3 separate regions of the Sus scrofa genome follow, and all the other regions are linked to region 1. The links are chromatin contacts, called in public HiChIP or PLAC-seq and promoter capture Hi-C maps. All regions are on one chromosome and are shown on one strand. Each heading gives the region's core, a stretch centred on a gene start, on an enhancer-like site or on the middle of the called end of the contact. The rest is flanking DNA. Distances are from core to core; before and after follow the strand shown.

The links. Promoter capture Hi-C pulls out the DNA fragments that hold promoters and counts their contacts. HiChIP or PLAC-seq counts read pairs in DNA pulled down with a chosen protein or histone mark.
Region 2: a promoter capture Hi-C map of fetal skeletal muscle shows a contact between it and region 1, with 2.9 times the contacts expected there. The contact joins the enhancer-like site here to the promoter of POLB in region 1. A contact is called at or near these places in 3 of 5 promoter capture datasets (fetal liver, fetal skeletal muscle and liver), 3 of 47 Hi-C or Micro-C datasets (embryonic fibroblasts, fetal skeletal muscle and mesenteric adipose tissue) and 2 of 2 datasets of contacts at active chromatin or transcription factors (alveolar macrophages and skeletal muscle).
Region 3: a contact with region 1 is called in an H3K27ac HiChIP or PLAC-seq map of alveolar macrophages. The contact joins the promoter of PLAT here to the promoter of POLB in region 1. A contact is called at or near these places in 1 of 5 promoter capture datasets (liver) and 1 of 2 datasets of contacts at active chromatin or transcription factors (alveolar macrophages).

The regions. Positions count from the first base shown.
Region 1 is chr17:11,353,205-11,357,938 of Sscrofa11.1, forward strand. It overlaps POLB (DNA polymerase beta), which reads left to right and starts at 2,926. Exons shown (of 15, transcript XM_021078254.1): 1 at 2,926-3,164; 2 at 3,489-3,546. The coding sequence starts at 3,104.
Region 2 is chr17:11,193,307-11,198,040 of Sscrofa11.1, forward strand. It overlaps PLAT (plasminogen activator, tissue type), which reads right to left. Exons shown (of 16, transcript NM_214054.1): 16 at 2,293-3,105. The coding sequence ends at 2,947. Among named protein-coding and RNA genes, the nearest start is that of PLAT, 28 kb to the right of the region's middle. Within about 2 kb of position 2,420, at least 2 of the 83 cell types and tissues checked have an H3K27ac peak or open chromatin away from gene starts, as enhancers often do. A contact at or near this core is called in fetal skeletal muscle and skeletal muscle, where this site is marked.
Region 3 is chr17:11,221,422-11,226,155 of Sscrofa11.1, forward strand. It overlaps PLAT (plasminogen activator, tissue type), which reads right to left and starts at 2,400. Exons shown (of 16, transcript NM_214054.1): 1 at 2,334-2,400.

The DNA of each region.
Region 1 (4,734 bases), core at 1,676-4,175:
GCTGTGGCTGTGGTGTAGGCCAGCAACTGTAGCTCTGATTCGATCCCTAGCCTGGGAACTTCCATATGCCACGGGTTTGGTCCTAAAAAGACAAACAAGAAAAGAAAAGAAAATCACTCTTGGTCCTATTTGGAAAGGGGCCTTCAGGGGAAAAGCGCAGAAGTGGGAAGCCTACTGAGAAGCTAGGAAGTAACTAGGGAGTGAAGTCATGGTAGATTGGACAAGGGTGGTGGCAGCAGAAGTGATGGGAGGTAATTCAATTCAAAATACTCTGGAGACAGGCTAGACCAGACCTGCTGACAGATTGTGTGAGGTGTGAAAAGAACAATTAAGAATGACTCCAGGGTTTTGGCCCAATGGCAGAGGGGATTAAATGTCATTGGGGGAGGGGGGGAATAGGGGGTCTGGGGGAGTTAAGGAGAAGTTGGTGGGGCAAGAATCAAGAGTTCTGTAGGACATTTTACCTTTGAGCTGCCCACTATGGACAAGTAGATAGGTCCCCTGTATAGTTTGATATCTGAGACTGGAGCTCAAGGGGGATCAGGGCTAGAAATATACACTTAGGGGATTTCATGCTAGACATGGCCTTTGAAAGGGTGAAACTGGACAGGGTGGAAAAGCTAGTTAGAGGATCAAGGCCTGAGGCACTTTCCCATGAAGACTGGAGAGTGGCGAGCCAAGGAACAAGCACACCCACAAGCAAACAAAACAAAACGCTGGAGGAGTTCCCATTGTGGCTCAGTGGTAACTAACCCAACTAGTATCCATGAGGACTTGGGATCCCTGGCCTTACTCAGCGGGTTAGGGATCCAGTGTTGCCATGAGCTGTGATGTAGGTCGCAGACGTCGCTTGGATCTGGCGTTGTGTTGATGTGGCGTAGACCCGAAGCTACGGCTCCAATTCAACCCCTAGCCTGGCAACTTCCAAATGCTGAGGGTGTGGCCCTAAAAAGAAAAAACACTGGAGAAGGAGTGGTTAGTAAGGAACAGTAAGGAACAAGGGCAACCCAGAGCAGAGGCTAATTTAGGAGCCAAGTGAAAACAGATTATTTCAGGAAAAGTAGTTGAGTGGATCCAAGGTTACTGTTTAGTCCAAGAAGATGAGAACAGAGCATTGATTAATTTCCTTGGATTTTTCTGGCACTGATCTTTTAACAGTTAGTGTAACTCATATAAAAAGTGATCCTAAGGGTTCCCACTGTTGTGCAACAGGATTAGTGTTGTCTCTGCCGCGCTGGGATACAGGTTCAATCCCCAACCTGGCACAGCAGGTTAAGGATCCAGCGTTGCTGCAGCTGTGGCGTAGGCCGAAACTGTGGCTGGGCTCTGATCCCTGGCCCAGGAATTTCCATATGATGCCAGGCAGCCAAAGAAGAAGAAGAAAAAAGTGATCCCACAATTGCCTAAAGTTGTAACTGTCATTATTCAGAGGTGAAAATTTTTTTATTTAATGAGAAATGACCATTCATGAGAACAAAATAATATGAATACAACTGGAATGGAGATTGCATAGGAAAAAGGCAGAACGGAGAATATCTAAATGAAGGTGTGGATCAAGGTGTTAAGAAGTTTTAGAAGAAAGTTAAAAGGCAAGGGATAAGGAGATGATGCAAATATTTACCAAAATATTTACAAATGCAATATACACAAAAGGGTTAGTAGTAGTAGTTTAAAAATGTAAGTTAGAAACAGACAACTACCCCATTAGAAAAATGAGCAAAGGATATAAATAGGAAATTCACAAAAGAAGACATACAAATGTCCAAGAAGCATAATGTTAAGGTGTACACTTGTATTCTAAAAAACCAAACAACCTCCCCCAACAAACCAAAAAACAAAAAACCCAGGCATGACCTAACCACAGAAACTAATTTTATGTAATTATTCCATTGTCGAAAAATGACGGGGATTTTAAAAGGACTGGATTAGAAGATTGGAAGTATATGTTCCAAAATATGAGTAGTGGTTAAGCTGGATGGTGAGATAATCATTGATGTTCATTTTCTCTTCTCCTATACATTTCTGATTTTGCTACAGCAACCATGTATCATTTTGCGAGGCTTTTAATTTTATTTACATACAAAGCAATTGCCTGGAATTGGCAGTTGAGTATGAACCTCAGGAGTTATACTTGGAAATTAAATAGTGCTGTTGCCACATTTCCATTTCTCAAGCAGAGCTGTAAATTTCTCAGATATAGGTCATTATGTTGTAATGGCAGTTACACTGCTCATTATCTATCTAGGTTAATGACTTTTCCCTTCTTATTGTTTTTTTTTTTTTTTTCCACTTCTGCCCCCAGTGCAAAAAGAGCAGAACAAAAAAATAAAATTATCTTCCGACATTGGTTGGCATATCTGCCAAAGAGTTTAGGCTGGGGCATTTCCTATGATCCGCAGACTTCATTCCAGGCTCATGCAGCAACCTTACAGGACTCCTCTACAGAGTGGACTGCACTGCTATCTCGCAGCAAGTTTGGACAATGTCTGACGCCAGTGTTACAACTAATCAGACATAAAGCACGTGATGCATCCAACACCTATTACTGTGCACATATGGTATGTATTCTACCCGCATCCCACCATCTTACATACCCCCACCGCCACCTGAGGTATTGACTTTAGAGTCAAAACCCAACTGCCCCTCAAGGGAGAGGATTGCAGAGAAACATACTGGGAAGACAGGTAAAACGTCTTGAGTCAGAAATCCAGGCCCTCCCTTAGGAAACCCATTGGGATGTAATCCTGGGGCATCCAACTTCCGTCCGCCAAATCCAAGCTCTGGCCCAGCCTGTCTTCCAGATACCCATTTCTCTCTCGCTCCACCGCTAGCCCCACCCCATCCTCTGCACCGGCCGCGCCCCGCCCACCTTAGCACCGGCCCCGCCCACCCTGGCAGAGGCCCCGCCCCGAGCGCGTGACGTCATCAGCGCGCCACGCGCCGCGCCCCCTGTCAGAGGCAGCCATTGTTCCGCCGGTCTCGCTGGCTTGGCGGAGACCATGATGGTCCTCCCCCCTCTCCAAGTCCCGGCCCTTACTTAAAGCTGGGAGAGGGGGCTTGTCGCCGGCTGTGAGCGCGCTGCGGTCCTCGCGTGCAGACCACCATGAGCAAGCGGAAGGCGCCGCAGGAGACTCTGAACGGAGGCATCACCGACATGCTCACAGGTTAGTGCCAGCCGGGTGCCGCAGGCTTTCTCCTCTTCTCCCTCCCCATTGCCTTCCCTTCTCTCTGTCCTCGCTCGACAAGCTCAGGGATGGGTTGGCCCCTCACAGCGCGGAGTCTGCCTTGCAGATCTTCCTTCGGCGCCGGTGCTGATTGTCAGCCCTGCTGGGGGACCCTTGCGTCACGCTTGGGTTGCCCTTGGCCTGGCCGGTTTACAAGCAGGGGTCACTGTCCCTGAGAAGCTTTTAGGTCCTCTTCCAGGAAACTCCGTTCTCACTTGTTTACTCGTGGTTCTTGCTCACCCGACTTTCCTGTTGCCTTTTCAGAACTCGCAAACTTTGAGAAGAACGTGAACCAGGCTATACACAAGTACAACGCCTATAGGTGAGACCGTGCGGCGTTCTCTGGGATGTGTGGCAGTCAGCCGGGCTGAGGGTCTAGTGGATATTTGGACCATCTGCAGGAGGAGAAAAAAACAAGAACTGAGAGTATTGACTTTGGTGGCACCTTACTGTGATACTCCTGGGAGAATTTGGGCACAGCTTTGTAGGATCAATTTTGATTAGTTGCCAATTCTGATTGAAAAAAGGTTAATACCTGTTTTTCCCGTCATCAAATGTGGATTACTGAAAATGCAGTTTAATTTTAAGCCATAATGAGAGAGTGGGAGAGGTCTGTGTTGAAAGAAGATATGGTTCAAGGAAGTCTTTCCGTCTGTTTGGTCTGTGGCTAATCTGTTACCTTTTTGGATCCCGTCCTTGTCCTTTTCTTTTTTAATTGAAGTATAGTTGTTTTACAGTGTTGTGCTTATTTCTACTGTGCAGCATCCTTGTCCATTTCACCAGGGGCTTTATTCTAGCCGTTAATACCACAACCACCTCTGTCTGCCCCCTTAGCCTGTCCAAATGCTCACCTTTTTTTTTTTTTTTTTTTTAATGTCTTTTTGCCATTTCTTGGGCCACTCCCACAGCATATGTTGGTTCCAAGGCTAAGGGTCCAGTCGGAGCTGTAGCTGCCAGCCTACACCAGAGCCACAGCAACTCGGAATCCCAGCCGCGTCTGCAACCTACACCACAGCTCATGGCAACGCCGGATCCTTAACCCACTGAGCGAGGCCAGGGATCGAACCTGCAACCTCATGGTTCCTAGTCGGATTTGTTAACCACTGAGCCACGAGGGGAACTCCAATGCCTCAGCTTTTAAAAGCAAAATCAAAGTAAACTTCTTAACTTTCTTCTACCCTCTAGCTAGCGCCTTTCTCTTTCCTCCACTTTGCAGTTGACCTTGAATAATCTGAATTCCTGGCCTGGATTTCCTCATCCCGTCATTCCTCCTCTCACTGCAGTATAATTTTCATCCCTCTATTCCTCTGAAAAGGTTCTCACCCATATCTCATCTCACTGGACTCTCAGTGATGTTCACCTTGACTTGCATGATGGTACAACCTTCTGTTCTTTCACCTCTTCTATCTTACCTTTTAATGTTGTAGTTCCCAGAGGTCTACACTTAGCCCATTTTTCTCACTTTTCAGTCTTTCCTTGGCAGTCTTACATTCTTGGCTTTGAACACCAT
Region 2 (4,734 bases), core at 1,170-3,669, 160 kb before region 1:
CCAGAAGAATTGTTCTGCCTCATGTCTCAGGGTTTATGGGATGGCATTGGTTTCTGGGTTCTTTCTTTCCTTTCTTTCCTTCCTTCCTTCCATACATGCGGTATGTGGACGGTCCCAGACTAGGGGTCCAATTGGAGCTGCAGCTGCCGGCCTACGCTACAGCCACAGCAACACAAGATCTGAGTCATGTCTGCAACCTACACCACAGCTCACAGCTCACATCAAACCGGATCCTTAACTCACTGAGCAAGGCCAGGGATCAAACCCACATCCTTGTGGATCCTAGTCAGATTCGTTATTGCTGAGCCACGATGGGAACTCCCTCTGGGTTGTTTCTGGCCAGTCATCTTGCTCAGACCTACGTGGTCTGGCTCTGGTTCCTTCTTGGTGGTGTGAGCATCTTTCCACCAAGATGGATTCCAGCACTAAGGATTCTGGGAGGTTGGTCATCTTCTCCCTACTGGCCCCTCACAGATCCTCCCAGTTATTCTTCAGGGTAGCACTTTGTTCCTTGTTGGGACCCCACCCCCTTGTAAGATAACTCATGCAAGTGGCTATTACCATGCCTGCCAAGGTGGGCAGTTTCAGTCAATTGTGCCCTAACAAAATCTCACAACTCAGATTGGGACTTAATCTCACTGCCTTTTTTTTTGTCTTTTTAGAGCTGCACCCGCGGCACATGGAGGTTCCCAGGCTAGGGGTCCAGTCGGAGCTGTAGCCGCCATCCTATGCCAGGGCCACAGCAACTCGGGATCTGAGCCAAGTCTGTGAGCTACACCATAGCTCACGGCAACTCGGTATCCTTAACCCACTCAGCGAGGCCAGGGATCAAATTTATGTCTTCATGGATGCCAGTCAGGTTCGTTAACCACTGAGCCATGACAGGATCTTCTCCACTGCTTTTCTTTTTTTCTTTCTTTCTTTCTTTTTTTTTTTTTTTTTTTTTTTTTGTCTTTTTGCCTTTTCTAGGGCTGCTCCCACGGCATATGGAGGTTCCCAAGTTAGGGGTCTAATTGGAGCTGTAGCTGCCGGCCTACGCCAGAGCCACAGCAACTTGAGATCAGAGCCGTATCTGCAACCCACACCACAGCTCACAGCAATGCCAGATCCCCAACCCACTGAGCAAGGCCAGGGATCGAACCTGCAACTTCATGGTTCCTAGTTAGATGCGTTAACCACTGAGCCACAGCGGGACCTGATTTCAGGACTGAAGTTCAGGTTCTTTATGTCTCAGTTCAAAGTGATACAGAAGAAGCAGATTCACTGAAGCAGATTCCACCCCCACTCCCCTTACATGATAAAACTGTAGTCCACCTAATCCTCGGGCAGGGTCTCCTCCCCTGCCCACTTGCATCTCTCACAAGCATCTTATCTTAATAAAATCTATCTCTTGTCCATCACTTTGTCTCTCGCTGAATACGTTCTATGCTCAGGCACAAAGAACCGGAACCTCAACAAATCCAGACACCAGGTGAGTGGTTCTCATTTAAAATCCATGGGTTCAAGTCCCAATCTGGATTTTTGGCTGGGTCCAGCACGTGGGTTCAAGTCCCATCTGGGCTCTGGCTAGGTTCAAGTCTCATGTATTATCAGTTTCAGAATCAAGTCCAAAGCTCAGTTTGGCATTCAAAACACCGTAATTAAATTCCAACCTACATTCTTCTTCATAAACTTCACTTTGGACCAACTGTACAACTCAGTTCCTTTCCTCACTTCCCCGGCCTTTTTTGCTCTCTAGATCTGCAGATTTTCACACAGGGATGTTCCTTGCCTGAGGAATGCACTCCACAGAGTTCCCTGGTGGCCTAGCAGGCTAAGGATCCAGCATTGTTACCACTGTGGCTCAGGTCACAGGTTTCAATCCCTGCCTGAGAACTTCCTCATGCTGTGGGCATAGCCAAAAAAAAAAAAAAAAAAAAAAGCCTTTACCACCTCTCTCTACCAGCCCAAATCATGACCAATTTTTGAAAAGCCTACCTAATTTTATCTTGTTCCTTAACATTCTCCAATCCTTCCTGCAGCTAAGTTTCAGTAAAACTTCCTTTTTGTGCTCCATCTCCATTCTGCCTTGTCATTTCCCTAAATAGCTCTTTTCCAATCAAACCAAAAGCTCCTTTCTTCCCCCCTTTATTTCCCAACCACAGCACCTAGTACAGCACACTGTATGCCGCAGCTATTCTGAATGAATGAAAGGAAATATTTCCAATGATTCAAAGAATGTGGACAGGAGTAACATGGATAAAAGAGCTGGGGGGCGGGGGTCACAAACGACTCCACTCTGATTTGGGAAAATATGTGAAAAATATATCAGACTTTATTATTCCAGTAAGATATCATTCAGGGTTGTGGCAACATAGTAAATAAACACGAGACTGGATTGATATAAATAAGCTGAAGCCTAGTTTCTCAGTTATTCAAATGACATGTGTCTCCTCTTCTATTATGATGTTTATAAAGAAAAAAGAATTACACTGTGCACGACAGGATTTCCTTCCAAGAGCTGGAGCAAAGGAAAGCCAGACACTTGATTTAAAGGCTGGATTTGAGGAGTCTGATCTGGCCAGCCAGCCCCTCCCTCCCTAAGAGCCCCCAGCTTCCTGTGACTATAAATAGACATTCTATTTCTAATGCAACCCTTCTTCCCTGAAGGATCAAGTTCTCTTTGACTCTTGAGACACACTTTTATCTTTGTGGTCCCGTTTCCAATGCTTCTGGCATTGACAGAGCAGGAGGTGGGCTTCTGTGCTGGGTGGTGGTGTTCAGGTGGCATTCATCCATTGTCCCCGACTGACAGAGTCCATTTCAGACCTTAAGTCCTGAAAACTTCTCAGATGGGAAGTACCTGCGAAGATAACACCTTCCCCCTGCCTGGGCGGCGGGAAGAAGCACCCGCCTCGGCGCATCGTCTCCAAGGTGGAGGAAGTAGCGTCTCCGTGAGGTTCTCGGTCACGGTCTCGTGTTGTCTCGAATCCAGTTCAGGTAATTTGTGACCTTGGTGTACACACCCGGAACGTCCTTCTGCCCGCAGCCCAGGCCCCAGCTGATGACGCCAACCAAGGTCATGTGGTTGCCCTTCATACACACCAGGGGGCCGCCCGAGTCCCCCTGCAGGAAGGAGAACAGGTGAGCTGTTTTACGAGAAGGCAGACGCTCTGGGGGAAGTTAGGGTGAACATTCGTAGTATTACTATCCACAGTCTTCAAAGAGTTTAGTTTGGGGAAGGCATTCTTTCTGCTTTTTCGGCTGCCCCCAGCGCAGGTGGTAGTTCCCAGGCCAGGGATCAAATCAGAGCTGTGGCTGCGACCTGTGCCACAGCTGCAGCCACACCACCGATCCTTAACTCACTGTGCAGGGCCGGGGATTGAACCACAGAGGAGCCGGCTCATTGACCCACAGCACCACAGTGGGGACTCCTGGGGGAGGGAAATTTTATCTCCATGATCTCGGTCCTCTGGAGAATTGGGTTGTTATTTACCTTGTAAAGTGGAATTAAGCTAATTGCTCAGATATTTCAGGTCTGTACCTGGCTTGTAACTCCGCCACTTAGTAGCCTTGGGGCTAACTCAGCTTCAGTGTTCCTACCTGAATGATACTAGAGAATGAATACTCATCCCCAATGGAAGTCATCCTACCTCCCTTATAAGGTTATGGGAATTGTGGGGGAGAAAGCTTAAAAAGCTCTAAAAACAATGTATGACCTTTAGTAAAACTCCCGGTAATTGTTAGCTGTTGTCTTACGGAATGGAAACGATTTCTGTTTTAACTTGACCTAGCCAATAGATCACGGTTTAGTTTTTGCGTGCAACCTTTTTATGATTGTCGAGCTGGGTGGGGTGGTTGAGGGGTCTGAAGAAACCTTTCAGAAAGAGATCAAAGGTGGAGTTCCTGCTGTGATGCAATGAAATCAGCGGCTTCTCCGCAGCACCCCGGCCCAAGACTGTGGGTTGAAGGGTTTGGCATTGGCTGTAGCCGTGGCTTAGGTGAAAACTGTGGCTCAGATCTGATCCCTGGCCCAGGATCTCCAAATGCCGTGGGTGACCAAAAAAGGAAAGAACAAAAAAAAAAAAGAGAGAGAGAGAGAGAGAGGCCAAAGGCTGATAAGGAACCAAGAATGGGAGGAAGATGCTTGGTGTGATCACCATGTGAGAACCAAGCCCACAAAGTCTTCAGCACCAGAGCCGGTCCTGCTGCCTCCTGTCCCCTCTGCCCAAGACTTGGTGGAGAGCCAGGTGTGCTCTGGGCACAAAAATGGCTCAGCATGGCTGGTTCCTTGGTCTCTTTAGGTCCTAGGCACACAGATTGGTCTGTGTCTCACACCCAGTGTCCTGTTATCATGAAATACAAGTATGGGGGTTCCCACTGTGGCTCAGCAGTAATGAACCTGAACTAGTATGCATGAGGACTCGGGTTTGGTCCCTGGCCCTGCTCAATGGGTTAAGGATCCAACGTTACCATGAGCTGTGGTATAGATCGCAGACACAGCTTGGATCTGGCATTGCTGTGGCTGTGGTGTAGGCCGGCAGCTATAGCTCCAATTCGACCCCTAGCCTGGGAAATTCCAAATGCCAAGGATGTGGCCCTAAAAAGACAAAAAAAAAAAAAAAAAAAAGAGAGAGAGAGAGAGAGAGAAGGAGAAAAAAGAAAAAGAAAGGAAAAAAAGGAGGGAGTTACCATCGTGGTTCAGCTGTTAACAAACCCGACAAGGATACATGAGGATGCAGGTTCCACCCCTGG
Region 3 (4,734 bases), core at 1,150-3,649, 130 kb before region 1:
GTTTTTGTTTGTTTGTTTGTTTTATTTTAGGGCCACACCTGCAGCATATGGAAGTTCCCAGGCTAGGGGTCAAATCGGAGCTGTAGCTACTGGCCTAAGCCACAGCCACAGTAATGCCAGATCTGAGCCGCATCTGCCACCTACACCACAGCTCATGGCAACGCTGGATCCTTAACCCATTGAGCAAGGCCAAGGATCGAACCTTCATCCTCATGGATCTAGTTGGGTTCATTACCACTGAGCCACGACGGGAACTCCCTCACCCTCACTTTTTTAACTGGCTTCATTTGAAGTCTGCCACATGGTTCTCTGAGCTGGTTGACCAGGAGGAGGTTTACCACCTGAAACTATGGACAGAATTTTTCTCTATGCAAAGCGAATGGCCCCAAGAAAGAATGAACAGAATATTCTGGTCACTCATTGTCCATTCTGGCCATCTTATCAGCACTCCTGGAAAACAGGAATTTTATTCTGAGACAGCAGATGCCAAATAGTCATTGACGCTGAACACTTTTTTTTTCTTTTGGCTGCGCCCAGACCATGCAGAAGTTCCCAGGCCAGGGATTGAACCTGAGGCACTGCAGTGACAACTCTGGGTCTTTAATTTCTAGGCCACCAGGGAACTCCAAAACTGAACATTTCAACTCAATACAGATATTTGGTATTCAGAGAAGCACACGGGTTTGGAGTTTTGACTGGAACTGAGTCCACGATTAAAGCCAAAAACCAGGTTGCCACCTTGGCCTCCAATCCAGAATGACCTGCCCACACTCTGGAAGCTTTGGAAGACCCAAGGCCAACATTGCTCCCTCCAAAGGACGATCAAGCCAAAGGACCGCTTACGCTGCTGTAAAACCCCAGGCCGCAGGGGGATTAGTGACAGGCCCACCTGCACAGTAACTGCCCCAGAAGCGCAACAGCCTTCTGAGGGGCGCTGGTGGCTTCAACTCACACCAGCGGGGGGTTGTGGCTGAGTTGCTCCTACTGACCTCCAGCTCTGCTCCCCAACAAGCTAGGGCCCCAGGTCCCAGAGCCCCTCCTTGAGCACAAACTAGTAACAGGACCGTTGCTGTTTCTTAGCTACTCGCTCAAAGCAGGAACTGAACCAGGCCTGTAAGGAAGCCACCAAGGGCAGCCTTATCCCCAGGAGCATCTGATACGAGGGTCCCCAGAATTAATTTACTGAGAGGGTCCTGGAGACTCTGCAAAGAGTGGCTCTCATTTGCTCTCAATGAGAGCCAGCACTTTGAGGCTGGCGTCCTGGAGAACGTTTTAAGTAGAATCAACCGATGGATAGGATAGAGCTATTTCTAGCTCCATTTTCACGGCGTCTCTGCAGCTGCCCCATCTGGCTCTGTGCTCAGGAAGCACTTACCGGGCAGCTCATGCTGACCTGCGTCTATTGATTCTGGACCGGTCAGTGTGTGCATCCCAGGATGTCTTCCTGCCCCACAGGCAAGAATTGCTAGGAAGTCCTTTGGGGGGGTGGAGTGGGAGGAATCCACTTAAGAACTGGCTTTCGGAATTTCTTCACACACTCACACACGTAATTTTTCTCTCATCAGCCAGGTGCAGAAAACCACCACGACGGATTCTCACTACCACACTTCTTTGGGCTTGAGTCTGCCATCAGTTACCCGAGAGCTCCCTCTCTCCCTCCCCTTGAGGTTAAGAAAATGCAGATAATAACATCGAAACCCTTGAGGGCCAGACAGGCTCCCTGCAGAACATGTTAGCAGTAGATGACATGGCTGTGATTGCCCCTGGAGTTGAAAAGTTCTGAGGTCCCCACACTTTGCACCAGGGTGGGGGAGGGGATGCCAGCAGAGGAAGGGGTGTTGAGGGGGAGCCCAGAGCCAGCCCCCTCCTCTAGTCCCCGGCTCGGTGGGCAAGTCCCTCTCCACCCTCCCCAGCCTCAGTTTCCCTGTGGGTTCGCAGAGGGAGGCAGCCTAGCCAGATGCCCCCAGGGACCCTCCGCGCACTCACCCCTGATAGCCCTTTTCACATCTTTTGCCCGTTAGTCATGAGGCGCGTCCATTGTCTCTTCAGAGCCTTTGGGTTCCATTCTTTTCACTGTCCCCTTTGCAATCTTCAGCTCCAGGAAATACATCCTTTCCAGCCCCCTCTCCACCCCTGACCCCCGTCGCCTCGCCCCTCCGAACACTCCAGCCCACCCACCCCATTAGATGCACAAAGAAAGCTCCCTGCGGGCGCAGACCGCTTCTGGCCCTAATCACAAAGTCGGCCCCTTGATCAGACGGCGCTCCTTCCTCGACTCAGAAAGACTTTTGAGCGAGAGAAAAGGAGACCGAGAGGTGCAGAATCCCACCTACCGCCACTGCCCGCCGCTGTCGCCGCCGCCGTCTTCTCTCCTCGGACAGGCTCTCCCTTCAGCCCCGGGCTCTGCAGGACCTCGGCAGCACTCACCCGGCGCCGGCTCCGGCCTCCTTTAAATTTCAAAGCAGGGGGTGGGGTCGGTGGCCCTGGGGTGGGCGGGCTTCTCTGCTGCCGCCGGAAGATGCCCAGTGGACTGGCCGCTGGAGCCCAGCCGGGGCGGGCCTGTTTTTATAAAGAGGGGGAGGAAGTTCCCCCTGGAAGCGGGCGCAGGCCATCCTGGCTTCGGGCCAGGGCTGATTATTCACTGTCCTGATGTCATCATTCACAGGAATTTGGGAGGTAGACTGTGACCTGAAGATACGTCTTCCTTTAGAACTCTAGTCACCAGTCACCGGGAGTTACCAGTGCAGCGCAGTGGGTTATGGACCTGACTAGTATCAATCAAGGAAGATGTGGGTTTGATCCCTGGCCTCTCTCGGTGGGTTAAGGATCTGGCGTGGCTGTGGCCAGCATCTGTAGTTCCTATTCAACCCCTAGACTGGGAACTTCTATATGCCACAGGCTGGCCCTAAAAAGCAAAATATTATTATTGTTGTTGTTGTTGTTGTTGTTACAACCATCTCAATGGATGCTGAAGACCCGCTGACTTGAAGCCCCTTTCTGAAGAAGCGGAGTTTACTTTTTTAAACGAATGCACTCCGAGGGGACTGGAAGGGGGAGGGGGATTCTTCTGGAATCTCTAGGAATAGCTCTGCTGCTCCAGACACAAGAGGTTGGAAGAGCTGGACAGATGGACCAGCCGCCTTCAGGGCAGAGGAAAGTCAGGCACCCGAGGGAGGGTGAGGACAGGTAAACAAGAAGTGGGCAGGGCTTCCCTGCTCACCTGCCCTGGAAAGTGTCCCTGCCCGGGAATCAGCCACTCCCCAGCTCTGTCACCTTGGGGGAAATCATTTCATTTCTCTGTAAACTGAATCCTTCTGGGGCCACTGAGGTCTTCTGAGCTCCCGAGGTCCCCACTGGGTTGTGGAATACCCACTGGGGGCGCTGAGTCCACTCTCTGCCTGAACCGGGCTGCACACGCGGAAGCTCCATCCCTCCCCACCCACCGTCGTACCAAGGAAGTTTTTCCGTGTTTGCCCTTAAATGTACATGTCCCCGTCTGACCTGGATCTGGCAAATGACTGATAAATGAGGGCCGCACGCACAGTATAGGGGAAAGCCTGACGCCTGAATCAGCTGTACCAGGAATTAGGGATGTGACCTCAGTCAAGTTTTTCAGTTATGCTGAGCTTTGGCAGCTGAGGTCACCTATGGATTAGAGAGAGAGAATGCAGATGAGATCCCTGACACGTGGAAGGGTGCAGCCAGCGGCAGCTGTTCTTGCTGGTCGATGATGTCCCGCTGAGAAAAGGCACTGTGAAAATGAGAGAGAAGTGGGACAAAGGCTGCAGGAGGCTGGCAAGGAAAAATGTGGCAGGCCAGCTTTCCTGTACTCTGATTCTAAATACCCTCGTACTTGTCAAGCTTGAGAGCTGATTTAGAGGTTGGAAAATAAGAGTCATGGCCAAGGTTGAAGTGTCTTTCCACGTAATTTTTTTCTTTTCACTGCCTCACCTGCGGCATACAGAAGTTCCCTGGCTAGGGGTCGAATCGGAGCTTCATCTGCAACCTACACCACAGCTCATGGCAACGCCGGATACTCAACCCAGTGAGTGAGGCCAGGGAGCGAACCTCCATCCTCACCGACACTGTGTCAGGTTCTTAACCCACTGAGCCACAACGGAAACTCCTGTCTGTCCAGATTTTTTTATCAAGCCATAGCTCAGTCCCTGGCCATTACAGAAAGGCGCGGTGGGGTGCCAAGTCAGCTACACTGGCTCTTTATCTGCAGACAAGCATCGGATAAAGCTCTATCAGGGATAAGCTATACCTGTCCCTTGAGACGGTCTACTTTCCTGTAAGGTGCTTTGCTAGGAAGAGGCTCAGAGGGGTTTTTGTTGTTTTTCTTTCCTTTCTTGCTTTCTTGGTTTTTTGCATTTTGGCTCAGCAGAGGTGAAGAGCAATAGGACTTTATTTATTTATTTTTCCACTGCGCCACGACAGGAACTCCGGCAATAGGACTTTAATTTGAGCTCCCGTAGAAGATGAATGATCTCACGTAAATGCTTAGATCACAGAGAGACGGCAAGTCTGGGTAAGGACTCCGAAAGTTTGGCCAGAGATGCTGTGGTGGCAGGGGAGCGGGTGGCCAGGTGTGATTGAAGGCTGTGGGGGTGGGGGGGAGGTTTGCAAGGGGGGTGGGTAGGGGGAGTCCATCCCCCCCAACCCCAACCCCAACCCCCCTTAGGTTTTAGGCCCCAAATCAAATGCAAATTTGATCGGTTAAACTTCAAAGTG